Linked DNA regions of Mus musculus: all the other regions are linked to region 3. A link is a contact called in public HiChIP or PLAC-seq data. All regions are on one chromosome and are shown on one strand. The core of a region is the stretch at or near the end of the contact, and the rest is flanking DNA. Distances in the headings are between cores, read along the strand shown.

Evidence for each region. HiChIP or PLAC-seq counts read pairs in DNA pulled down with a chosen protein or histone mark.
Region 1: an HNF4G HiChIP or PLAC-seq map of pancreatic cancer cells shows a contact between it and region 3. The contact joins two enhancer-like sites. A contact is called at or near these places in 12 of 484 Hi-C or Micro-C datasets (the N1E-115 cell line, cerebellum, cerebral cortex and 6 more) and 4 of 115 datasets of contacts at active chromatin or transcription factors (astrocytes, embryonic forebrain, neural tube and 1 more).
Region 2: a contact with region 3 is called in a FOXA1 HiChIP or PLAC-seq map of pancreatic cancer cells. The contact joins the promoter of Slc41a3 here to the enhancer-like site in region 3. A contact is called at or near these places in 6 of 39 promoter capture datasets (cranial neural crest, hematopoietic stem and progenitor cells, hippocampal neurons and 3 more), 3 of 484 Hi-C or Micro-C datasets (all in embryonic stem cells) and 1 of 115 datasets of contacts at active chromatin or transcription factors (pancreatic cancer cells).

Annotation. Positions count from the first base shown.
Region 1 is chr6:91,285,518-91,288,667 of GRCm38.p6, reverse strand. No RefSeq gene overlaps it. Among named protein-coding and RNA genes, the nearest start is that of Fbln2, 74 kb to the right of the region's middle. Within about 2 kb of position 1,852, at least 49 of the 459 cell types and tissues checked have an H3K27ac peak or open chromatin away from gene starts, as enhancers often do. A contact at or near this core is called in pancreatic cancer cells, where this site is marked.
Region 2 is chr6:90,602,915-90,606,253 of GRCm38.p6, reverse strand. It overlaps Slc41a3 (solute carrier family 41, member 3), which reads right to left and starts at 1,374. Exons shown (of 11, transcript NM_027868.2): 1 at 1,246-1,374.
Region 3 is chr6:90,982,992-90,986,036 of GRCm38.p6, reverse strand. It overlaps a transcript of Iqsec1 not described here. Among named protein-coding and RNA genes, the nearest start is that of Gm38860, 25 kb to the left of the region's middle. Within about 2 kb of position 1,721, at least 27 of the 459 cell types and tissues checked have an H3K27ac peak or open chromatin away from gene starts, as enhancers often do. A contact at or near this core is called in hippocampal neurons and pancreatic cancer cells, where this site is marked.

The DNA.
Region 1 (3,150 bases), core at 603-3,102, 300 kb before region 3:
CAATTTCAGGACAAAAACCATCAGGGTGCCCTCTTCTTACCAAATGGTCATCCAGTTGCTGCTTGGACACCACAGGGGAAAGGTTCAGCCAGTGCTGCTGAGCTGGGACAGGAAGCTGGTCTGTAGTCCAGGGCTGGAATCAGCCTCCTGCCCTGGGCTCTGGGTCCAGCTCTGGCCCCACTCCATCACCATCCCAGACCAAGACCAGGATTCCCTAAGGCTGGACTGTTCTTCTGTAGGCTCTGGACACCTGCTGCTGTGACTTCTGTATCCCAGAAGTGAGCTCCATCTCCATTTGAGGCGTTCTAAAGCTGGGGGAGGGTTTCAGAGGCTCCCTTGCTCCCCCAAGACAAAGAAGAGGATTAGGTCACGGAGACCAGGCTATGCCCGTGCACAACATTCTGGGCTTCTCACCACTCACCTGCTTTATCTCCTCACCTGGCTCTCATGGAGCCATCCTGGTTTGCAGATGAGGACAGTGAGGCCTGGGAAAGTAGAGAGAGGGGCAGCTGCCCAGCCTGGCCCTTCCTCCATCCCACCCCTGCACCTCGGCCCGCCCAGTGCTGTCCTGGTCGGTCGGGACAAGACTCCGACTTGCAGAAGAGATTAGGACTAAGGAGAAAGAACGCCGTCCTGGCCCCGCGCATGCCCTGAGTATTTAAATTCTTTTTCATAATTATCTCAGATAGTAATTACTGCAGAAGCAGATGCGCTTATCGCAGACAAGAAGCCACCTGCCTTCCCATTTTTGTCAAAAGTGGAAACTGACATTATTTTTGCGTTTTGCTTCAATGGCTGTTTTCACTGTAAGTAGCACCTTCACCACAAGGAAAGCAACCCTGGAGAGGGAGGGGGTGTCCAAGCCTCAGGGTGATTATTCCAATCCTGCTGTGGGCATTGCTCAAGGGCTTGAGGGGAGAGAGGAACATACTTCCACAAAATGTACAGCTGGGGTTCACTCCTAGGGAGAAGCGGGCACCCCTCCCCCACTACACCCCTCCCCCACTACACCCCTTGCCCACCATAGGACTACAACCCTCTGGACTCACCCACCCACCACAAACATCAGTGTCCTGGACCTTGAAAGAATTGGCTCCCATGAGAAGTTCTCATAAGCCCCCAAGAGGATGCCCCTCCAAGGACTGGGCACTCGAAGCTCTCTCCTCTCTCACAGCTTAACTCAGGGGCCTTCAGTAACAAGAACAAGGGACAACCTGAGAACCCTCCATCAAGGAAAGGTCCTGCAACCAGGCAGGATAACTGACCTTCAGGAATCAGGTGGGAATCCCAGGCCTGGCTCTGCCAGCCTCTCTGGTCCCCAGTGTCCCTTCTGTCAAATGGACAGTCCCAAAGGATCTTGACCACCTCTTCCCTAATGAATAAATCATTCCTCCTGGAAAGCTTTTGGCGTGAACACCTGAACACGGGGGTCTCTTTCCACTCTCAGCCCCAAGTCACAAATTGTAATTGTCAAGAACTACAATTTAGCGTACTGGGTACCTGGAAGGCATTGCTCATTGAGTCATTTATCTTGCCCCCAAATCCCACATTATGGGTCCATTCTCATTCCTCCTTTTCACTCGGGGAAGCAGACTCAGGGTGGGTGAGTTTTCCACAGCCTTACAGCAAATCTACTAAAGCACTCAGTAATCCGTTCCCGAAGATGAAAATCTGATTGCTCCCATTTCCCAAGAGGAGGCACCGAGGTTCGGAGAGCTGTACCTCGGGTTTGGGGGAGTACAGACCCAAGCGTGAGCACAGAGGAACTGGAAGGGAGCCCTGAGGAGTTCAGCCTGCCTTCTGGAAGAGCCCCCTACTGGGCGTGCCACCTGTCCCTCCTCACAGCTGCGTTCTGCTGCCCTCGTGTGGTCAGAAAGGTTGACGGGGCTTCGAGCCTCTAAAAATTTGCGCGAACAGAACAGACGTGGTCAGAAGGCAAGAGTGTATGGGTAAAGAGAGAGAGCACAGCCCCGCCCTGGAGTCCTTCTCAGTTTCCACTGACTCCCTGTAGGCAAGCCACTTCCTACTCTTTGTCCTAGCAGATCTGTCTAGGACAGTCTTCCCTGACTTTATCTCTTTCCAACAGCGTCCCCCAGCCCTACCCATTAGCCATGATGTGGATGTATTGATTGTCCCTGTGCAGAAGTGAACCTGGCCTAGGTACTTCGCGGTAGAGGCTTGGAATGGGCCCTCTTCATCACCCTACATGCCTCTAGTCAGCGAACTTGAGCTGATTCGGCTGCAGGCCCTCTAATGTGTCAGGCAACAAGCCCCGCACTATAAGCATTCGCCCGCTGCGGGATGCTGTCCACTACAGTCTGCACACCAGTGGGCAGCCTCCGAGGGGCGTAGACTGTATGACGCGGGAGGACAACCGAGAGCACAACGACCAAGGGCGACGGTCTCTGCTGGGAGGAAGAGGGTGGTCTGGCACTGAATTTGCCTCCCAAATCAACCTGGGGGAGCCTCTCATTGTTCTTGTCTCGCCAGGAGGAGAAAAGTTTAGTCTAAATGCCGTCTGGTCCTCACGAGCACCTGCCAGGACACAGTGCTCAGCGACTTGCTTCTCTGTGTCTCCACTGCTGAGGCCCCGCATCGCCCAACCTACTAGTCAACCGTGCTGTGATGGGCAGGAACATGTGTACATCTGGGAGTGATCCAGGTTTCCTGTCGCAACCCGGTGAACCCGCTACTCGCAGCAATCTCATCTCACAAGGCAGGAAAATCAGACACCAAGAAGTCTAGGAACTTGCCTATGTCTCACAGATGGGAAAAGGCAGAACGGAGATCTGAATTCTGCGGGACAGGACAGGGCCGTGGGCTGCAGTGTCTAAGCCCTGCTCTCTACTGAAACCCTTAGCGCACCAGCCCTGCGATCTGGAGCAGAGACCTGCAATCAGCAGGGCTCAGAGTGTGTGATCTCCGGGTAGAAAGTTCTAGGACCTGCGCCTCGGCTTTCCGCGGACCAGCGCCTAGCGCCCCTGCGCCTGGATAGCTTTCTGCCAGAGCCACCGCTCGGACACACGCACTGACGATCCGCGACGCTCGCAGCGCCTCCTGGTGGCGTCCAACATCCTCAGCGGCGGTGGCTTTGGCGCACGCCCTAGCTGCACTGGCCAAAGGCGGCTGGCCACGCTAGGGACTGGCACT
Region 2 (3,339 bases), core at 125-2,624, 380 kb after region 3:
TAAGGAGAGCACATCTGCACTTTATCTTCTTGACTTTATAGAACATTCCGGTGGGAATGTACGGGAACCCAAACTCAGGGTTCGAATCCCAGTTTCTCCTCTTCGCAGATGTGTGACCTTGGGAGAGCAAAATACCATCCACCTCAGAGTATGAACGGAGCGCTGTAAGACCCTTTATCCTAGGGTACCTTCAGAGGTTTTGCTTACTACCAAAAATATTAAGAGAACATTTCTAGAAATAAAGAATTTGTAGGTTTTGTGCTCAGTTCTGAGCAGCATGGTGGACCGATTCAGTTAACACTACACTGTCCCTCCTAGAACATGCAGCACTCCTCGGCATAGGGATCTATGCTGCAGATGCTGCCCATCAGCTAGTCACCCTCTCAACAGTTGTTAGGGTGGCTGAGCTGTTGGCCAAGCAACGCTTAGTCTACTTAATAATGGCACAAGTATAGTGATGGTGACAATTGTATCACAGTATATGATTACACCTGCCCTACCTTAGGGGTGTTCATCTTTTACTGTGTCTAGTTCACAAGTTAAGCTCTACCATAGGTATGTATATTAGGAAAACAATCTATATGTCTGGATATCATTCCAGGATTCAGACACTCTTTGGGAACATGTTTGTAACTCCCTGCAATAAGGGGAGATCACTATACCCTTCTATAGTATATTTTCCTTACAGGGCACTTGGCCTGACTCCAGGCTCTTCTGTACTACTTTACAGTCGTGGTTCTTAAGCTACCATAGTACCAGCATGAGGCCAGCCAGCGTCAGGAAGCAGAGCAAGCTCATCTAGATATCTGGGTCAGGTTGGAATGGCTGCGTCTCTAAGTGGTCTCCGTGGCGAAGAAGCAGTTTGAAAACCTGAGTTTTAAAAGATTTATAGAAAGGATCTGGTAGACTGAGGGATCTTCTCAAGTCTGAACAACCTCTAGCTTGACAACCTGGAGCGCAGGGACAGCTCGCTGAGCCTGCCTTAGGGTGGTCAAGGATGATCTCGGGGTGCTGAAGGAGTTAACCATAACCCCTAGAGTCAGGCGCTCTGGGGTTCATCACAGGCAGAGGGAGAGAGATCAGCGGGGCGGGTCCCTGCAGACCTTTGGAGCGAGGATGCCACAAACTGACCCGCCCAGTGTGCCTAAGACAGATCCTGTGCCCCACGCCCCATCCCGAGGGCCATTGACGCTCCGCTTTCCCTTGGCTTCCCCGGCTCCCAGTCCAGCTCCTGCCCGCGCTTACCGGTCCTCTCCCGGCCGGCGGCGAAAGCGAGGCGGCCAGGCGCGCGCTGGACACTGTGGAGGCCTGCGGCGGGAGGAAGCGAGAAGGGCAGCAGGCGGGCCAGCCCCGCCCTGCCTAGGCGTCCAGACAGAGGGGCGGGGCCACAGGAGGGGAGGGTTGCTGGGCGAGTGTTGTGGGCGGGGCCAATCCACAGAGGTGGCGCTTGAAAAACCCAATTTTTAAAGCCTTTTAGTCAGGACAGCTCTCTGATCGAGCAGTGGGGTGTGCAGGGATGCTCCCTGGGTGCCGAAGGACCCAATGACACGCCTCAGAGGCGGTGCCGCTTGGGGTGGGGCCAAGAAAGAAGAAGCTAGACCCCGGAACAGGACCATGAGTAGGGCGGGGTCACGGGCGGGGCCACGGGCGGGGGCGGGGCTGGGCGACGGAGTAGCCTCCAGTAGCACACTGCAAGGGCCAGCTTCCCTTAGGATACACATTTGCCTGTTCAGTTTTCAATCTGACATTTCTGAATATTTCACCTTTGAACACTTGTGTATGTGTCATGAAAGTTCTTCTGTCCTTCAACATGTGTGATCCTCTCACTCTTATCAAGATACAGCCTTGGAAGACTCAGCCAGCAGTGGTGAGCCTCAGTGGACACCAGCTCCTACAATCTATCCCGTGCCCCCACTTATGGCTCTTGGCTGATTCAAGAATCCTGAGCCCTGGCTGGATTCTAAGCTGCCAACTGCACCTGCAGAAACCGGATGTGCAAGACCTGTAAGACAGTAGTTTTGAAGAATACAACACAAAAAAAGTATGACAGGGCAAGGCCCGGGGAGATGCAAGCCCAGTTCCTGGATTCTGTCCCCAGCAAATGAAAAACAAAACAAAAACAGATGACAGTGTTCCACATGTTAGGAGAATTTACAGACTGGATGGCTTACATTGTCAAAATATAGTGCTGAATTCCAAGCTCCCAAAGTGATTGCATTTGTCAATCCAGCTTATGTAAGAGGTAGCAATGAACAAGTGAAGTCACAGGGTGCAGTCACAATGCGACTGGAGTCCTCTCAGGAAGAGACCCTGCCAGCTCATTCTCCCTGTGTGCATGCAGGTGAGACATAGAAAGACAGTAGGAGGGAGGCGTCACCAGGAATAGCCATCCATGAACCTTGAACTCCATGTTGATATGCTTTCATTTATTGTAACAAAATCAACTTATACAAAGAAAAGGGTTTATTTTAGCCCATACTTTTGAAGGTTTCATAAAGGTTTAACGAGTTTGATTCCCAGACTGAGGCACTGTGGGCAGGTGGGGGGTAGCAGAATCTTAGGTCTGACTAGAACAGGGAAAAGCAATAACTGGTGTCACAGTCTTGAAGAGAACCCTGGACCTCAGCCCCTGATCCCTCCATCACAAACCCTTTGATTAAAGGCTGACCCAGAAAGCCCTGTGACAGTGAAAAGGAGAGGCAGAAAAGACAACAGGAGGTTCACTACCAACATGGCAACACGTGAGTTCTGGGAAACTCAGAGATAGCCGACTAGAAAGAGCAGAGAGCAGGACAAGGTCACCACCCACTAGACCTCACATGAAGCGGGTACTCCCTGAGGACAGAGGTAGCCAGAGGCGGGCAGGAGCAGAGCAGGGTGTCAGCAGGGACTCTGCAGGGCTTGGGGACATCAGCAAATAAACAAGCAGAGGCAATGAAGGGAGAAAGTACAGTCTTTAGGACTCGGTCCTCGGCCTGCCACTCACTGGCATGCAGCCTGGGCTGTGCAGAGCTGGTGCCCTTTCATGGGTGAGGGAGCCAATGGAGTGGAAGGCTAGAGGTGCCCACTTGCCCAAGGCCACATATGCTGCGTTGGCAGAGCAGGGATTTAAAATATGGCCTGTGCCTAAAGCTATGGCTTTCTGTGAATTTGTCCTAAGTGAGTGAGTTGGTGAAGGAATGGATGGAAGGATAGTTGGATGGACAAACTGATGAGTGAGGTGGCTACTCTTGATTGTCCAGGTCCTGTTATGTGATGGCTCAGGACTGAGATGTGGCTTAGTGACAGAGCGCTTGCACAGGATGCTTCGTGTCCCATACACAGACACACAAAGACAGT
Region 3 (3,045 bases), core at 472-2,971:
CAGGAAGAACCACAGAACAGAAGAGATAAATAATGCCACATAAAGAAAAGAATGTGGGTAGATGAACTTGGGACTAAGGCCCAGCTCTGCACTCTGCACATCCCAGCTGGTGACTGTGGGACAGGTCACAGGACCTTTCCTCATCCCAGCTTTCCTTTAAATGCACACAAAGCAGGAATCAGCCTAGCTGTCTCCCATTCTTTTTCCCTAAGGTAACACACACACACACACACACACACACACACACACACACACACACACACAGAGGTGGTGGTGGTGGGACGCAATAGGCACCTGGTAGGTAATTCATGCAGGCTAGATTCTTCCCATGTCTGTCAGTTTCTCAATTCTTTAGATCAGCTGAGCCAAAGCAGGAGGTGGAAACTTAAAGGCTAGGTGCAAGAGATGTGCAGTGGGGGATATGGAGCTGTGGCAAAGGGTTGCTGGAGCTAACAGCTGTTATTAAGCTGAGTTTCCAGAGGTGACAGAGCAGAATAGGGCCACAGTTTGGGGGGAAATGGAGCTAGGGGATTGGCCTCTACTTTCTACCTTTGGGCAGAGGATAACAACATTCTCAGGCCTCCCTATTTGCATATAGTGGCCCTGAGAAGAGCCGGTCTGACAAGCATGCTGGTTGAGCAAGACCTGACTGACCTTTTACTAAGTAGCTGGTAGCCACTGCAGCCTGAGTTAGGAGCTCCCTTCTCACTATATAGATGAGCTTCAGGGGTCCATTGCTTTCCCTGAGACAAGAGTGAGCTTGATAATTACCTCACTAGGCACAGATGCCTAGACATGCTAGAAGCTTTCAATCCCAGAAACTTTAAGCTCTTCCTCAGAGGGCTTTCTTGAATGTCTTGACCTCTAGTACCAAGAGTCATTATTTATTCCCAGCACTGGGGGAGAAGATTAAAACAGGGAAGAAATCCATTCATTCATGGTGCCTTTGCTATCTGGGAGTTATTTGCTTCTGTTGTTATTGACGTTGATTTTCCCCTGACATCAGCACTCATTTATGCAGTGTGCAGTCAGCTACATTCTAATGATCCATTTCTAGAACCACATTTCCCTCACTAGAGCTTGGGTACCTAGTGGGTGCTCAGAGTATATAGCCTGAATGGGTAAGCCAGGGAAGACAAGAAGTATTGGAATCATCAAACCGCAGGTGCGAATGAATGTATTGAACCAAGTTTAAGAGAACATGGCAATATCCCCTAAGGGTTTGCTGTGTGCTCATACCTTATGTGTCATCACTCCTATCAGGCAAAGACAGGCTCCCATTATACAGATGTGAAACCTAGGCTTAGAGGGATCACATGCCTTGTTTAAGCTCTGTCTGGTCGTCAGCCAGTGTTGGATCTCACGCTGTTTGGCTCCTGATCTTGCTCACCTCCTGCCTGACTTTCACACTGTGGAATGATCAGACCACTTCTCAGGATTCTTTTTGGCTCCTGGCCAGTGCTTGAAGGTGCACAGCATGTTTGGATCCCTTCTGCCCCATTGAATCTTGTCACCAATGCAGTGCTTTTGGTGGTGATTGTGTAAAGGGGAAAAGGTAGAAGAAGGTGACCCCCTTTTAGCCTTTGATCTCCTGAAGTTTCTTGGCAGAAGTAAACATCAGCCTCAAGTGGCTGGGGAGAGGCCCAGTGGAACAGCCTCTTCCGCCTTCTCATCTGCTCCAGCCCTCAAGGGCTGTCACATCACACATCACTCTGAGAGGACGTTTTTTCTGAAGCTCTGAGTTGGTGACTCACTCTGGGGGAGGTTTTCAGTGGCATTCAGTGTCTGTTGACTTACCAAACAAAGTGCTTTTCTGGGTTTGTGGTGACATTAACCATGATGGTGGTGCTTCATTTCAGGGGCATGCTCAAGGGTGGCCGTAGAAGAGGGGGTGGCAAGAGGAAACTGGACTGTCCTAATTGGCAGCAGGCAGATAACACAGAAAGCACTATGATGGTCCTGGCAAGGAGCCTTTGAGTTGTGTTCTTCAAAGTGGTTAGAAAGTACCAAAACTGGGGTGTAGGGGCTAGGAAGCAGAGTGCTCTTATGCGCAGATTCCTTTCTCCCTAGGAGCAAAGACTAGGGGTCTGGAAGAGGATAGGAAGGCCTTTTTTCTCCTCACCTGTAACTGTGGCTGAGAAACTGGTGGCAGGAGACCCTGTGGTTATATTTCCACTAAATAATATTCTCCTTCTCCCAGCTGAGATAAAGGCTGGATCCAGTGCTGAGAAGATGTCCCTTTGTCAGGAACAAGCTGCACCACACTTTGGGACACTTGTCCTAGTTGGACAAAATGTATTAAACTGTAAGGGATCAGGGTGAGCCATTCTTATTTTTCCAGCAGATGGTAGAGTCCACAGAAAGATGAGGGAGTGTTTTTCTGAAGCTCTCTCCCAGCCGTCTGACAAGCTAAGCAAATTATTATTTTACAACCCAGAAAGTAAATCAGGGAATGCTTCTTTATCTAGCTGGCGCTGAGAGAAATAGTGAGTGGTGCAGTGTGTGAATTGCAGTTGAGAGCTGCTGGTGCTTTTGACGTGAGTGTTCACACCAGATACAGGCCACTGTGCCTGCAGAAACCTCAGACCTCAGGGCTTCGCTATGGGGAGGGAGGTGTGGTGAGCGCTTGGCCACAGGAGGCAGGCATTTGGGAACATCCATATGTTGTGTCATCAGGATGACTATCTGTCAGTTATTTTGTCTATAACATTGCTTTGACAGCTGATTGGATTGTTTGTGCTACTTTATTTTTTTATAGAAGAGCAACACTTGGCTTAACTTGGGAAGTACACAGTTCTGTGCTTGTCTGGGTGTCAACAGGAATAATTACCACTGAGCCAGCAGAGAAACAAACATAGACAAACTGGGAATTTGTCAAAAACTGGAATCAAAGAAGGTGAAACTGACCTATCTGAAAGGGAGTACGAGCTACTGATGTAGTTATGAGACCATCTGAGTTCAGTGGATCTCCTGCTTGCAGACGTTCACCCAGCATAGACACATGCTAGTCTGCAGACCAGATCTCCCCAACTATAGGCTAAGTGT